4 separate regions of the Mus musculus genome follow, and regions 1, 2 and 3 are each linked to region 4. The links are chromatin contacts, called in public Micro-C and promoter capture Hi-C maps. All regions are on one chromosome and are shown on one strand. Each heading gives the region's core, a stretch centred on a gene start, on an enhancer-like site or on the middle of the called end of the contact. The rest is flanking DNA. Distances are from core to core; before and after follow the strand shown. Region 1 holds the start of Capn2 (calpain 2). Region 2 holds the start of Degs1 (delta(4)-desaturase, sphingolipid 1). Region 3 holds the start of Trp53bp2 (transformation related protein 53 binding protein 2). Region 4 holds the start of Enah (ENAH actin regulator).

Region 1 (3,292 bases), core at 448-2,947, 500 kb after region 4:
TTCGTGCCTGTGAGATTCTGCACGTGTGCGCCACAGTGTGCATATGAAGGTCAGAGAAAAATTTTGGGGGAGTTGGTTCTCTTTTTCCAGGTGGGTTCTGCAACAGAACTAAGGTCATTAGAAATGACCACCAAAGCCCTTACTCAATGAGCCATCTTTGTGGCCCCAGGCTTTGAATCTCTCATCCTCCCATCTCCACCTCCTGAGTCCTGGAATGGCAGGCATATATTAGCATGCACCTGATTTTATATGGTGCTTGGGATAGAACCCAGGGCTTCATGCATGCTAAGTAAAGACTACCAACTGAGCTATACCCCCGCTAGTCTCTGGTACTTTCAGACTAGACTCAGTAACAAAAGCAGCCTGGGGGAACCAAGAGGATAGAAGCAGGGTATGAATGTCCATTGTCCTAACAGGAATCTAGAAGTTTAGACTTCCTCTCAGTTCCTGGGAAAAGTCAAGTGAGGGTCCCATGGGCATCCACTGGCGATTGAAACCACAAGGGAACGGGAAGGGCTTAAGGGCAGAGACTCTGAGGGTTAGGACAGGAGTATCTAGGAGTTGAGCAGAGGTTTCCGGGTGAGGACTCTAGGTCAGCAAAATAATGAGTAACAGAATCATTGGAGCCCATCGATTCTTTAAGCTACCCTTCAGTTCTTTAAGTTAAAGAGTCCTCTAACTGCACTTTGAGAGCCAGACAAAACCCACGCTGGATAAATACATGTACTTGCATTTACAAGTGCCACATGTACTTGTGACCACCTTTGTCAGCCAGAGCCAGGCTGTGCCCACCCCTTGCCCCCACCCACCCAGCAGTCCCGAGTCTTCTATCCTACTCTGATATCCCCACCCCCACCCCTACTGCCGAGCAGTGTCTCCACCCTCACTCAGATCACCACTAGAGTCCAGTAAAAGTTTCACCCCAGCGGCCCTGTGTCCCTGCGGCTTTGTGAAGCCGAAGGCAGCCTCCAGGGCGTGTCCACTAATGGGATTTGGGGTCCTGTCCTGCGAAGCGCTCTGCGCGCAGCTTGGGGCAGGTCCACTGGCTGGGCCTCAGTCTGCATAGGGAGTCCCCTTAGCAGCAATCGCGGAGCACTACTAAGCAGGGACTACCGAGCCGGGGAGCCAGGGACTTGCAGCCTCCCGGAACCCCGAGTGCCCTTCCAGGCCCTGCCGGCCCTGCCTGTTCCCCTCGCGCTTCCTACCGTGGGCCGCTTCCATTCGATGCCCCGAGTTTTGCTGGAGTAGGGCCCCAACTCCTTATAGCCCAAGGATGACGGCAGGGCGGGGAAGGAAGGATCCTGGAAGAGCGCCCCGGCCTCCAGGCACTCGTTCCGCAGCGTCTCGTAGTCCTGGTTGAGGTACTTGATGGCTCTCTCATGCGACCCCAGCCCCTCGGCCGCTTCGCGGTCCTTGGCCAGCTTTATCGCGATGCCCGCCATGGTAGCGATCCGGTTGGCGCACTGCACGGAGAAAGGGGTCGCGGAGAGGCGGGGCACGGCACTCGGCTGGGGCGCGGCCGGGCCCGGGGCGCTGCAGCGGACTGCGGGAGCCGCTGCTGCGGGGATGATTCACCGGCGGGAAGCGCCTGGGCCGTGCGCGGGGTGTGGCCTCCGCCTCCCCAGGCCTGCTCGGCGCCGGGCTCCGGACGCGGCTCGCCGGCGACCTGCACAGTGCCAGCCCGACCGTGAGGACTACGGGGCCGATGCTGCCACCTTCGGACGGCTCTCGGGATGGCGCGGCCCGGTGGGGAGGGCGAGCGGGGGGTGTTGGGGGGACGACAATCGCAAGTTGGGGAGCGAAGTTGTCAAACCCCAGCCATTGGGGAGTAAGGCTGGGCGAAACTCAGCAATGACTGTCCAGAAAACATCGGATGAGTCAGGAGCGGATGAGGGAGGGAGCGCGGCGACTAAGCCAGTTGCCACTCATTGGGCTCAGGATCGAAAGAGAGCTCTGCAGGCTCTGGGCACACATGTTACCTACCACCCCCAAATTTGTGAGAAATGGCTACTGGTGTGTCCATCTTACAGATGAGAAACTGAGCTCCAAAGAAGTTCAAAGATGTAACCCCTACAAATTAAAGCAAGACAGGAATTTTAGGGTCCCAGGGCCTCTGCAGTTACTTATTTGTGCATAAGTAGGGCTGTACAATTTGACAAAAACAAAAAACAAAAAAACAAAAAAACAAAACAAAACAATCCATGCTTGTTAAATCTAAATTTCAAGAAAAGGGGCTGGGGGATTGTGTGGTTTTAGCATACGTAGCCCTCAAATATCACCCGAGGCAAACCTGTGTTAGAATAATAATGTGATGCTTATCTAAAACTCAGATTTACCTGGGATGATTTATTGAGTTGCTGCTGGGACACCATTTAGAACAGAGCCCCTGTTGGTGGCCTGTACCACCGCTCTGTCCAATGAAAGTTTTCGCTGCCACTCACACACACAGAACTGGGCGGGCTTGTGCTATGAATGGTTTAAAGCACGGGTTCTCAACTGGAAGCAACCCGCACGCACCAATGTGACCCTAAAGGTTTTTGACCCTAACTGCAGACTTTCCTCATATTGTCACAACTGGGACAAAGGAGGCTCCTGGCCTCTACTGGGTGGAAGCCAGGTGCTACTAAAGGATGGTCGGGCGGAGGGCATCCCTCTACAGAGAGAACAGGAAGAAAAGTGCAGTCTGAAAGATCTCTGTGCCAGGCTGAGAAACCCTGGTTTGAACCTCATCTTGGTTCAGCATTGATGGTTTCTGAGATAGTTTGTAACTCTGTCAGTTGCAGGAAATTGTAGCAACTTGAAATATCAGTGATATGCAAATGACTGTTCCTGGAAGAATCAAAGTGTCTGTCTCCCTGTGGCAAAGCCAGGGCTTGTCTGTTGATACTGCTACCTCACTATTCTCTCCTGGGCATGGCAGGTGTCTGGGATCTTCCCCCACTTCCCTTTTGAATCCTGAGCCCAGAAAAAATCAGGGTGGGGCCAAAGGAAATCAGATGGTGGGAAAAAATGAACAGCTTCCGGAAAAGAGCCATGAAGCTTAGAAACCACCATGCTGCAAACAAATGCTGGCTGTCGAGCATGGTAGCCCATGTCTTTAAATCCCAACACTTAACATGAAGTGCCTGACGGGCCGCGCCCAGAAGGTTCTACCCAGCAGTAAGCTGGATACATACATGCTAAGGGGAGGCAGGGATGGGGGCAGATCTCCATGAATTCCAGGCCAGCCTGGTCTGCACGGAGTGTTCCAGGCTAGCTAGGGCTATACAACAAGACCCTGTCTAAAAAAACA
Region 2 (3,547 bases), core at 505-3,004, 260 kb after region 4:
AATGTGGTATCACCGCACATATTAAAGGGTTGGACCCCAGCTGGCAGATCTGGTCACAGTGAGGATCCTGAATGTTCTGACCTTATCAACATATTAACCCCTCAAAGGACTCAGAATAAAAGGCATAGGAGGAGGTGTGCACTGAAAGCAGGCCCCAAAGGACGTTTCCATTTGCCCCCCAGCTTCCAGGCTGACATGAGGGGGATCAGCTTTTTTCCTTCAAACCCCTCTGGCATGATTTCACCAGACACCTCCCCCTTCCCCCCTCCCCACACACCCAAAAGCACCGGTGAGCACCGATAAGCCAGCAGCCAAAGGCCTCCCTCCCTCCCTGGAGCAGCAGACATTTATCACCGTAATGAGGCAGAGGCAATGACTATACGGAAACCCCAGAGCCCAAAGCACCTGACAGCACAGCTGGTGATAATGACTGAGGCTCACTCAATTTAAGTTCCAGGTCAGAAGTCAGGGGTGCAGCTCAATGGTAGAGAACTTACTAGCACCAGGGATCCCCTGAACGTGAATTCCACTAGAAAAATAAAGTCCATTTGAACGGCAGCTAGTCACTCTGATTTGCGAAACAAGTAATGTCTAAGTTTAGCAACTACTGCAGAAACCAGGGCCTCGCCGCCCCCTCCCCCATTAGGCAAATATTTTTAAGAAAGAGTGTGAAAATGGTGGATATGAGGCAGTTCCTCATATTAAAAGGCCTTTCATTGATTCTCTCAATTAAATCAAAACAAACAAACTAAAACAACTTTCTATATCTAGCACCAAGAAAAGAAAAAAGGCAGACTCTTTGGCTGCAGTCTAATTATGAAGATGTTGGAATCTTCTTAAACATTACTTCATCTTTTAAAATGCCGGCTCAGGCAAAGTACTGGAAAGGAAAAATTGAACTGGTTCATATATGCAAAGCTCATACCCAACAATTTGTCCTTATTCTTAAGAGCAGCCTACGTGGGATAAGAGACCTCTCTATCTCACGTGGAAACCCCCCCTCCGCCCCCCATACTCTCCTAAATCAGGCCTAGCCTGTCCTAAGGTCCGGGAGGCTAAGCTGCGCGCCTTTCCTATGCAGCCGGTCCCGCAGATCACTGGAATAAAAACTCACAGGAGCCATCCGGTCTGGGAAGCCTAGGGTCACCCGAACCTGGTCCCCCGCTAGGCCTGCAGCTGACTGGACCACGTGATTGAGGCTCCCGGGGCCGGGGATGCCCCTGGACCACGCCCTGAGCCAAGCAGGCGTCCGGGCTCGAGCCTACCGCTCCACCAGGAGCGGGGGTCACCCTCGACTGTCGGAGCAGGAGGGGCGAGTCCGGATCGCCCTACCTGGGGACCCTCAGCTCACAGGCCGGCGGAGGCCTCCAACACATGACCATCGAAGGGCTAGCAGCGAGCGGCGGCGCGCTGATCCCTCATCCCTCGGTTCTCCCGCCCGCCCGGAGCCCGCGCCGGCGGCCAAGCAGCGGAGCGGCTGGAAGGGGCCGCGGAGGCCGCGCTCGCACGGCGCGCACGGGAGGCCGCTCAGGGCCCGCACGCGGCCACGCGCACATAACGGGGTCCAGTCTTCACCTAAGATCTCCTTGCGCCGGGCGGCGTGGGGCTGGTCCGTGTAGACCCATTCGAACTCCTCTCGGGACACGCGGCTACCCATGGCTGCGGCCTGTGGACCCGCTCTGCCTCCGGCTCGTGTCCGGACGGCGGCAGCTCGAGGCCCGGCTCTAGTCGATAAGCCGCGGGGACGCGGGCAGAGGCGGGGCCTCAGGCCACGCCCCGCAATGACCACGCCCCTCGTGGGAGGCGATGGGCGGGACCTGGGTCGGCAGCCAAGAACCTTGTAGGCTCACGAAGCCTGGGAAAAGGTGAAAAGAGAAGGAAAGATTTGCGGCTGGATAAGGCTCTCGCTTTAGCGCCTCAGTGGGTGGAGTACATGGGGTGGCTACCTCTCCTTGAGTTCGGAAGATCACTGGCTTTGATTAAGTGGCAACGAGCCCATATTTCGCTTAACTTTTAATAGCAAATTATCTGTCGAGCCCTGTTTGGTTGCCTTCTGGAACTAAAACCTCCAGAGATTTGGAGTGTGTGGCAACTAAAATCTAATTTTTAAAAAAGTTTTTTTTTTCTCTTTGCTTTTCTCTCCCCTCTCTCCCGTCTTCGCCCCTCCTCACCCCTCCCGCCCCATATGTTTGCTTTTGTTTCTTGAAGTAGGTTCTCACTACCTAGCCTAGGTTATCCTCCAGCCGGTGGGCCTGCCCTTGCCTCCCAGTGGAATTTCAGACTTGTCTGAACAATGCAGTAAAGAAAAGGGAAGGGAGAGATGGGGTGGAGTTGGTGGTTCTGATGTTTCCCTACACTAATGGTTGCTCAATCATGCATCTTCCCGTGTCACAGAAGTGATCACCCGCAACTTCCTGTGGGAGGCAGGGGAGATTTGATTTCAAAATGCCTATCATTTCTTCACTTACGAGGTTTAGGGATTAGAGGTGTGGCACAGAGTTGGAGCACGGGCCGAGCAGGTGGATGGACTAAGAGCCCTGGCTTCTCCGTGGAGCCTGGAAGTGAAAGGAACTGCTAATTAAGATTAAGATTACAGGATTAGGGATTAGCAGACCAGATGACTTTCCTAAAGAAGCCAAGTGGTCATGAGTATAAATCAGACACAGACACACACCACTGCACATGCATACCACAACGGGAGAGGTGGGGACACAGAGAGACAGACATCCAAGTCTGACAAGTCTTGGAAGTACAACTGCTCATGTATAGAAAACTACAAACTACAGAGGAATCTGCTAAACTATGGGATACCATCAGCAAGATCTCACTGTAGGAAACGATATGGGAATTTTGTGTTCTCTAATAAAGGAGAAAAAAAAAACCAACAAATTAACAGGGACTTAAAGGATAAACTAGCCAGCTGTGATGTATCAGTCTTATTTATTCTGAAGGGTTAAAATGATGTGATGTTATTTAAAGATCTATCTATCTGGGTGCAGTTGCTTTCAGAGGCCAGAAAAGGGTGTCAGATCCCTTGGAGCTGAGTTACATGCCGTTGAAAGACACCCCACCTTCCATGGGTGCTGGAAACTGAACTCTGCAAGAGCAGTAGGAACTCTTCAAATACGGAACCATCTCTCTAGCCCCTGATGTGATGCTATTTAATTAAAGTATCATCTGGGTAGGTGAAGGTATTAAGAAATTCTTGCCGGGCATGTTAGCCCAGTTGTGTGTGATCCCAACTGAGCAGAAGCCTAAGGCAGAGATCACAAGTTCCAGGATTGCCTTGGTTACAGAGCAAGTGCACCGATAAAACCCAGCCTCCTCCATATACACACACCCAACACAGATAAAAGACTTGAGACAGAGTTCAATGATAAAGTGCCCAGTAAGATGCTGGGTTCAAAACCCACCACCACCAAATAAATAAATTAAACAAATAAATAATAAAAAGAAAAAAACCCAAAACCCCTATGATTTTTTATAATAGTGCTTTTCTCCCAGAGGTTCACACTAAAGGAGAAAATAAGACAACTGAAGTAAAATA
Region 3 (3,387 bases), core at 392-2,891, 390 kb after region 4:
GTACTTAGAAGACCTACAGTATTTTGATACATTTTACTGAGTAAGTCAAGGTGTGGACTTCCTTTACTTAACCCAGGGTAATTCTAGTTGTATCAGTTTTAATTTCATGTTTAGATAGAGTAGCTGGGATGATAGAGTAGCTGGGATGATGTTAACTGGGAGTTGGATGATTCTTTTTTTTGGGTAAGGGATATGTTAAAATAAAAAAATAATTATTCTTTTATTTGTTGTTTATTTATTTGGAGACAGAGCATGTAGCCCAGGCTGGCCTCAGACTCTTGATACGTCCTGCCTCAGCCTTCTAGTGCTGGGACGACAAACAATAAGTGCTCATTCTTTCTGTTGTGCTTTGTATTAAAACCAGGAGTTTATTCATGTTAAACACTCTATCACTAAACTATGTCTGACTCCAGGGACCCCCCCCCCCCCGTTTACATTTTGAGACCTATTCTGCTAAAGCTGCCCTGGGAACCCTTAAATTTGGGATTTTCCTGCCTCAGCATTCTGAGTACCTGGGGATATAGATCTGTGCCACACACAGGTCAATTTATATTTAATTTTTATAAAAGTGTCATTTGAGGTAAGGTCTTACTCTTTCAGCTCAGGCTGGCCTGGAACTCACTGCAATTCTCCTGGCTCAGCCTCCCAAGCGCTGAGATTACTAGTGCACGCTACCACATTCAGCTGGCTCCATTCTTGAAGCTGTATACATTCTGGTGCTTCATTTCATTTCGTTTTGGGGACTCTTCTGTCCTCTGATTCCAAATGAGCTTGCACGGGTTACTTGACGTGAAATGAGCTTCGTGGAGTTAGTGTTCCTGAAGCCTATGTCTCTCTGGATAATGGACTCGACTATCTGCCTCCCTATCAAAGCGAACTACTGCCAATTTCCCAGCGTGAGCTTCGACGGCTCCAAAAAATGGTCCTTGTGTTAAAAGTGTTTACAGGTCGTGATGAGCTGAAGAGCGCCCCAGAAAGCTGTTTTTACCCATTTTCAAATCCTTTGAGCGTGCTGTTCAAAACACAGGGAACCCCCCCACTTCTCAACACTGAAGGGCTTTTCCCTTCTTACATTATAGAAGTAACAGGCCATTCAGAGGGGGGTCTTGGACATCGCCTGAGGGATGAGGACAAATCCGAGAGCGCCTTCTGTCAGGAACGTGCTCCGGCCCGGCGGACTCGCAGGTCTCCATCTTGTGGGGCGCTCGGATCCCTCAGGGCGCCCTGAGTCAGGTGTGTGAGGCGGCGCCGCCCAGGCCCCTCGGCGTCCGGCGCCTTGTGGCTGGTTCATGGTTCCTAAGGCAAAGGGCTCAACTCTCTTGAGCAACTCGGAACCGCCAAGGAGGTGAGGGACACAGCCCTGGGCTCCATCCCCGCGTTTTACGATTATTGTTCTCCTGCGGCGCCGCCCTCCCGTGCCTTGGCTCCGCCTGGAGGCGCGTTCAGGAGCAGCTCCGCCGCCTGCATCTTCCTCCCTCGGAGCAAAGGTTCCCGCCCCCTCTGGCACCGCCCCCAGCATCTGCGCATGCGCCTTCGCCGCCCGGTTGGCGCTCCGCTCCCCCTTACCTCAAGCCTTGGGGCGCGCCGCGGGCGGGGCTTCGTGGGGGGCGGGGCCAGCGCGCCTCGGTGGGGGCCCGGCCGGGATTAGTTGGTTTCGGCGAGAAGGAGGAGGAGGAGGTGGGAGTCGCGAGCGCCGAGACAAAGCCGCGTCCCGGAGACGGGCGAGGGGATTGGGCCCCGGACTCGGTGGCGTCCCGGTCCGCTGAGGGGACTCCAGCGCCGCTGCCTCGCAACAGGTCGGCCGCCGGGCGCGCGGCCTCGTTCTCGCTTGGCTTCCCCGGGCCCGCGACCCTCGGGTCACTTCTGCTCGGCCAGGCCGCCGCCAGACCCCCGCTTCCATGCGGTTCGGGTCCAAAATGATGCCGGTAAGCGGGTGGGCGTGCTGGGGCCCGGAAGTGTACAGGGCGGGGGGGCCGGGTCAGCGGAGCCGGTGGAGCTTCGGGCTTCGAGGCTCTGAGGCTCCGTCCCTCTGGGTCCCCGCGACGGTCGCGATGCTGCCCCGCAGGCAGTGCGGCAGCCCGGGCCGCTGCTCCAAACTTTGCTTCTCGGATGAGACCTTTGGGGAAGCTTGTTTTGAAGGTCAAGAGCCGGGGAACCTTGTTCTTAGCCTATTTCTTTGAATTGTTTTGAGGCTTTTTACTGAAGTGAAGCATAGCGCTTGAAAAGGCTTGCCTTTCTTTTTCTTTCTGCCAGTTTTTTTTTTTTTTAACTTGAATTTCGATCTGATGTTGGTGATAGCAGCCATGTCACCCTATCTATCTCTTTGTGGAAACAGGTTTTAGTAAATGCAGCCTTGAAAGTTTTAGTTCAGAGGAAAACTTCAGTGCCCCGCTCCCCCAGCTTTTTTTCTGCAAGACCTCTAAGAAAGATGAGTGAATTCTTTTGGCATCTGACTTGGCCAGCGTCACAGGTGACTTGCAGGTTGAATGGAGGTGTTTCTGAAAAGCCCCCTTAGCAAGCACAAGATCTGACTGGTTATGGTGGCTCCTGCAGCCGTGTATTTATTTCCTCGTGGGTGTTGTATTTGTTCTCCTCTCAAGCAGGATTAATCGCAGTCAACCTAAGTCCTTTTTTAAAAAATAATTTTTATATATTCTTTGAAAGGTCACGTATTTTAGCCATATCCATCCCTAAACCCCTCATCAACTCACGTTCTTATCGCATCACTTGTTTAAGAAAACAAAACGATAAAAACTTAAAACAACTTAATTTTTTTGCTTTTATAAAATCCAAGAAAGAGTGTTAAAATTTGTGTTTCAATGTTCTATTTTGTTTTGGTTTTTTTGTAATTACACGTGCAGAATATACTATACTGTCTCTTTGCCCCTTTGCGTTGTGGAGGGTGTTCCTAAATTTTTCTAGGTTGGACACATATATAATATTTTGGTTATTAGGTTATTAGGTGGCTTGGGATGGTTACAATTGCTAAGAGTCAAGAAATTTGGAATTACTAGCATTTTGTAACTAATGGTTTAGTCTCATTTATTAAGTTAGGGCTGTGATGTGAATATCTTAAAACGCATACCTTGGTTATGATAGACTGTTTTGTTAACTTTTTTATTCCTGTGTTTTTATCTCACTGTTGTGAAAAAACCTTTGCAGCTTGCCATCAGCTTCCCCTGAACAGAGAAAGGAAAAGAATAGGTGGTTTTAATTGCAGGATGATTTCTTCCTGAAAGATCAGTTTAAATCAAGGTATCCTTTGTTTTTTTTTTTTTTTTTTTTTTTGTTTTATGTAGGGGTGTTTTTCTCCAAACCACATAGCAGATGATCAGAATTCTTGTAAAAAGTTATTGAATCTTGGGACTAAAGTCACTTCAGCAAGTC
Region 4 (3,533 bases), core at 513-3,012:
CTTAAAATTGTAACGGGTCTGTGTTCAACCCTGATTTTTTTTTTTTTTTTTGAGGAGGGGGATATAAAAGCTAAAGTTTCAAACAGAAATAAGGGGGGAAATTCCAATGACAAGATTTTCAGGCCAAAGAGAAGGAATTTGAAGATATTATTCAAATCTCATTTCATTACATTATAAAGGTCTTGGCAACCGTCGGCCATTAATCTTTAACACAAAGGAGATTCAAATCCAAATGAACTGAAAGACTATCTCGGGAGGGAGGAAGAAACGGAGGAATTTACTTCATCCACAATTGTTTAACCTAAAAGGGAGGCCTTTAAGGATGAGTACGCAAAATGCATCAGCCTTCAGTCTACGAGGTCCTATTTCTCACTAAGTCTTGCACCAATCCAAAAGCGGGAGGTTATGGACACAAAACAACCTTAGGAAAGGCTTGGGGTGGGTGGTCGCCAATGAGTGACACACCACATCATGGTTTATTCTCCTACACAACTGGAGAGACAAAAATTAAAAAACATCACACCATATGTTTCACCGTATCAATCAAAAAGCATTTCACCACGGTACATCCAAGACTTTCCTTTGGGGCTGAAAAATAAATAAATAATTGTATTGATTACAGAGGAAGGGAAACGCGGCCGCTTCTGCTGCAATGCAACACAGGCTGCTACGAACCGGAGAGAAGGGCTTTCCAAACAAAACCCTCCCCCGCCCGGGCTTACAAACCTCAACCAACTTATCCCAGCCTCACACTGTCCCCCGCCAGAGGAAACCTAGTAAATGCTCTCCCTTCCCCCACCATCGAGAAATGTTCACCTTTCCCCGCTCCTCCGCTTTACCCCTACCAGAGGCACTTTATTCCCCGCAGAGATTTCAAACCTTCCAAACTTTCCTCCCCACCCCCCTTTTAATTAAACACTAGAGCTTTGTACTAAAAGTGCAGAGAATTTTTACAGATGTACGGAAAATACCTGTTTCTCGGCAACGAGCACGCTACGACTACCGAGCCCCTCCCCATCTCCTGGGTTTCGTTAACCCAGGCTGGGGGAGGGAGGGAGGGAGCTGGCATATTGAATTGAGGAAGGGAAATCCTGGGTAAAAGAAGAGCATCGGAGGGGGACACCGGGAGGAGCCCCCTCCCCCAAATCAGAGCGGCTGGGCAGGGCAGCTGGACCGGAGAAACCCGAAGGGACAAAAGGGAGCGAGAAAGAGCCGGGAGAGCCGAGCCGGCGCCGCGGGCCGGGGCAGGCGGGTCCGCGCAGAGCGGTCGCGGCGCCGCGGCACAATGGCTGGCGGCCCGCGCGCCCCTCACCTCATGGTGCCGGCGGCGCCGAGGCTTCCCCGGCGCGGGAGCCGCCGAGCGGAGGGTCTCTTCTCAGGCGGGGAGGCGGACGCCGCGGGGACGCGCGAGCAGAGGCGGCTCCGGCTCCGGCGGCCGGGCTACACCATCTCCGCGCGCAGAGGCGAGGCGCCGGCCCGCCGAGCGCGAGCGACCACGGGCTGGGGACGGGGCACGGGGCCGAGGCGCCGAGCGGGTCCCCGGCGGCCGCCGCCTCCTCCGCCTGCGTCGCCGCCTCCTCCCCGCCGAGCCTCGTCCGCCGCTTCAGACGGGAGCCGCCGGGGCCGCGCGCCCGTCCGTCCGTCCGTCCGTCCGCCCGCCCGCCGCTCCAGAGGCCGCTCCGAGCGCGCCGCCGTCACCGCCGCCGCCGAGGCCGTGAGGAACCGGCAGCTGCTGCAGCCGCGGGAGGAGAGCCGGGCTCGCCGCGGGGCGCCGGGGGCGGGGCGGCGGAGGAGCACGCAGGCGCCGCCCTCCTCCCGCCGCCCCCGCCGCTCCCGCTTCGCCCGCTCCCCTCCCCCTCCCTCCCGGGGCGAGGGGCGTTGCGCACGAGGGGGCTGCGGGGCGGCGGCCGAGGCGAGGCGGCGGTGCGGCCACGGCCCTTTGTTGCCGCCCACCCGGCTCCGCGCCCCCCGCGGTCGGAGGGGGGCTCGGCGCCCGCTCTGCCCTTGACCGCGCTCTCCTGCCGCGGCCTTCCCGCAGCCCGGAGGCTGAGGTGAGGAGCGAACCGCGGTGGGGGGGTTGGGGGGGGCGTGACGAGCCGGGCGCGATCGCGGAGAGGACCAGGGCGCGCGGGCCGGCATCCCCCTCTGCGCGTCCCCGCCGCGATGTGATTCCCTCCCACCCACCCCCACCCGTGGGATGTAGGCGGGATGTAGGAGAGTTCCGAACACGCAAAACGTGGCCATCGTCGTCCCCCGGATTCCCGAGGACCCCCGAGCGTGCTGGACCTGGGGATCCGGCCGACGCGCGCACAGTACTGGGATGACTGCACAAACACACGCGCGCATAAACGCGCACACACACACACACACAGCTAACGCATCGGTGTCGGGAAACGCGGTGGCCCGAGGCACGCGGAACCCTGTGCAGCCGCGAGAGACGCAGCCCGTGGAACCCTTTCTGTCGTCACCAGCTGAAAGGGAATCCCGGCCGGGGGCGGGGAGGGATGGAAACTGAGGATAATTTTAAATGCTCTGTCTTTCACCTAGTCTGGAGCTCACCTCCTTGAGAAGGTAGATAGAAAATACTAACGCAGCGAATGGTTTAGTCAGATGGTGCAGGAGGCCTCTGAGAAGCCCGAATTTGGGGCGGGGGGTGTAGAATGAAAAACAGCAAATCCAATGATCTAATAAAATTTTTTAAAAACTGAGAGCCCGCTTTCGTGCGCAGTATACAGATGCCTAGACTAGGTTAGAAAGGGTTTTTGCAGCTACCCGATTTCTATTACATCCAAAATGGAGGACCTAGCAATACTGCAGGAATCCATTCAAAAGTTTGATGTTCCATATAAAATGAGCTGCGGTTCTAAAGATACTTATGAAAGCTGGCATTCTGGGCACTTTCAAATGACAAGCTAACGTATCCTATCCATCCTTGGTCAATGCCTGAATTGTCTGGAGAACAGTTTAACCTGTTTTAACTATGAAAAGCCTCCTGGTTTCAGAGCTCAACAAAGGCGGTTTGCTTTTTGGAAGGAAGCCCTGCAAGAAGCAGTGACCTAGAGCTGTGGCACAGGACCAGGGTGGCCTCGGGTAGTAAAAAGCACGGTGCCTCTGCTCTAAACATGGTGTACTTGAAGAACACTAATTTCCACCCACATAGCTAATTACAGCTTGCCATCACAGAGCATTTTATTCAAGGATCTCCAAGGACTGAAGAGAAAACAGCCCTGTCAGCCAAATGTCCTTGTTGCCCATATTACGAGAAGAGACAGAAATATACATCTCAAACAACCTCGTGTGTTATTAGTACAATAGCCGTGATTAGAAAAACATCTCAGCTCTGAGGTGCACTGCCTTTGTATAAAGGGCATCTGTATAAAATGCTTGCACCTCAAGTATTCAACAAGTTAACTAATGTCTAGAAAGAGGAAAAAAAGCACTAATGCCTATTGAATCTTCTTGGGGAAAGAATTAAGACACATTCAGCCAGAAGTCACCCCAGCTCTCCTTAGTTCATTCATACCAATATAGTA

What was found. Promoter capture Hi-C pulls out the DNA fragments that hold promoters and counts their contacts. Hi-C and Micro-C count contacts between places; a contact is called where the count stands out from the background.
Region 1: a contact with region 4 is called in a promoter capture Hi-C map of embryonic stem cells, with 6 times the contacts expected there. The contact joins the promoter of Capn2 here to the promoter of Enah in region 4. A contact is called at or near these places in 5 of 39 promoter capture datasets (the 3T3-L1 cell line, 3T3-L1-derived adipocytes, embryonic stem cells and 1 more), 1 of 484 Hi-C or Micro-C datasets (the HL-1 cell line) and 3 of 115 datasets of contacts at active chromatin or transcription factors (embryonic forebrain, fetal liver and pancreatic cancer cells).
Region 2: a contact with region 4 is called in a Micro-C map of embryonic stem cells, with 2.6 times the contacts expected there. The contact joins the promoter of Degs1 here to the promoter of Enah in region 4. A contact is called at or near these places in 3 of 484 Hi-C or Micro-C datasets (cardiomyocytes and embryonic stem cells), 2 of 115 datasets of contacts at active chromatin or transcription factors (both in embryonic stem cells) and 1 of 9 other capture datasets (pancreatic islet).
Region 3: a contact with region 4 is called in a Micro-C map of embryonic stem cells, with 3 times the contacts expected there. The contact joins the promoter of Trp53bp2 here to the promoter of Enah in region 4. A contact is called at or near these places in 5 of 39 promoter capture datasets (the 3T3-L1 cell line, embryonic stem cells, frontonasal cranial neural crest and 2 more), 2 of 484 Hi-C or Micro-C datasets (both in embryonic stem cells) and 1 of 115 datasets of contacts at active chromatin or transcription factors (astrocytes).

What each region holds. Positions count from the first base shown.
Region 1 is chr1:182,515,913-182,519,204 of GRCm38.p6, forward strand. It overlaps Capn2 (calpain 2), which reads right to left and starts at 1,698. Exons shown (of 21, transcript NM_009794.4): 1 at 1,206-1,698. The coding sequence starts at 1,442.
Region 2 is chr1:182,281,047-182,284,593 of GRCm38.p6, forward strand. Degs1 (delta(4)-desaturase, sphingolipid 1) reads right to left here and starts at 1,755. Exons shown (of 3, transcript NM_007853.5): 1 at 1,576-1,755. The coding sequence starts at 1,657.
Region 3 is chr1:182,407,526-182,410,912 of GRCm38.p6, forward strand. It overlaps Trp53bp2 (transformation related protein 53 binding protein 2), which reads left to right and starts at 1,642. Exons shown (of 18, transcript NM_173378.2): 1 at 1,642-1,925. The coding sequence starts at 1,899.
Region 4 is chr1:182,018,218-182,021,750 of GRCm38.p6, forward strand. Enah (ENAH actin regulator) reads right to left here and starts at 1,763. Exons shown (of 15, transcript NM_010135.3): 1 at 1,313-1,763. The coding sequence starts at 1,317.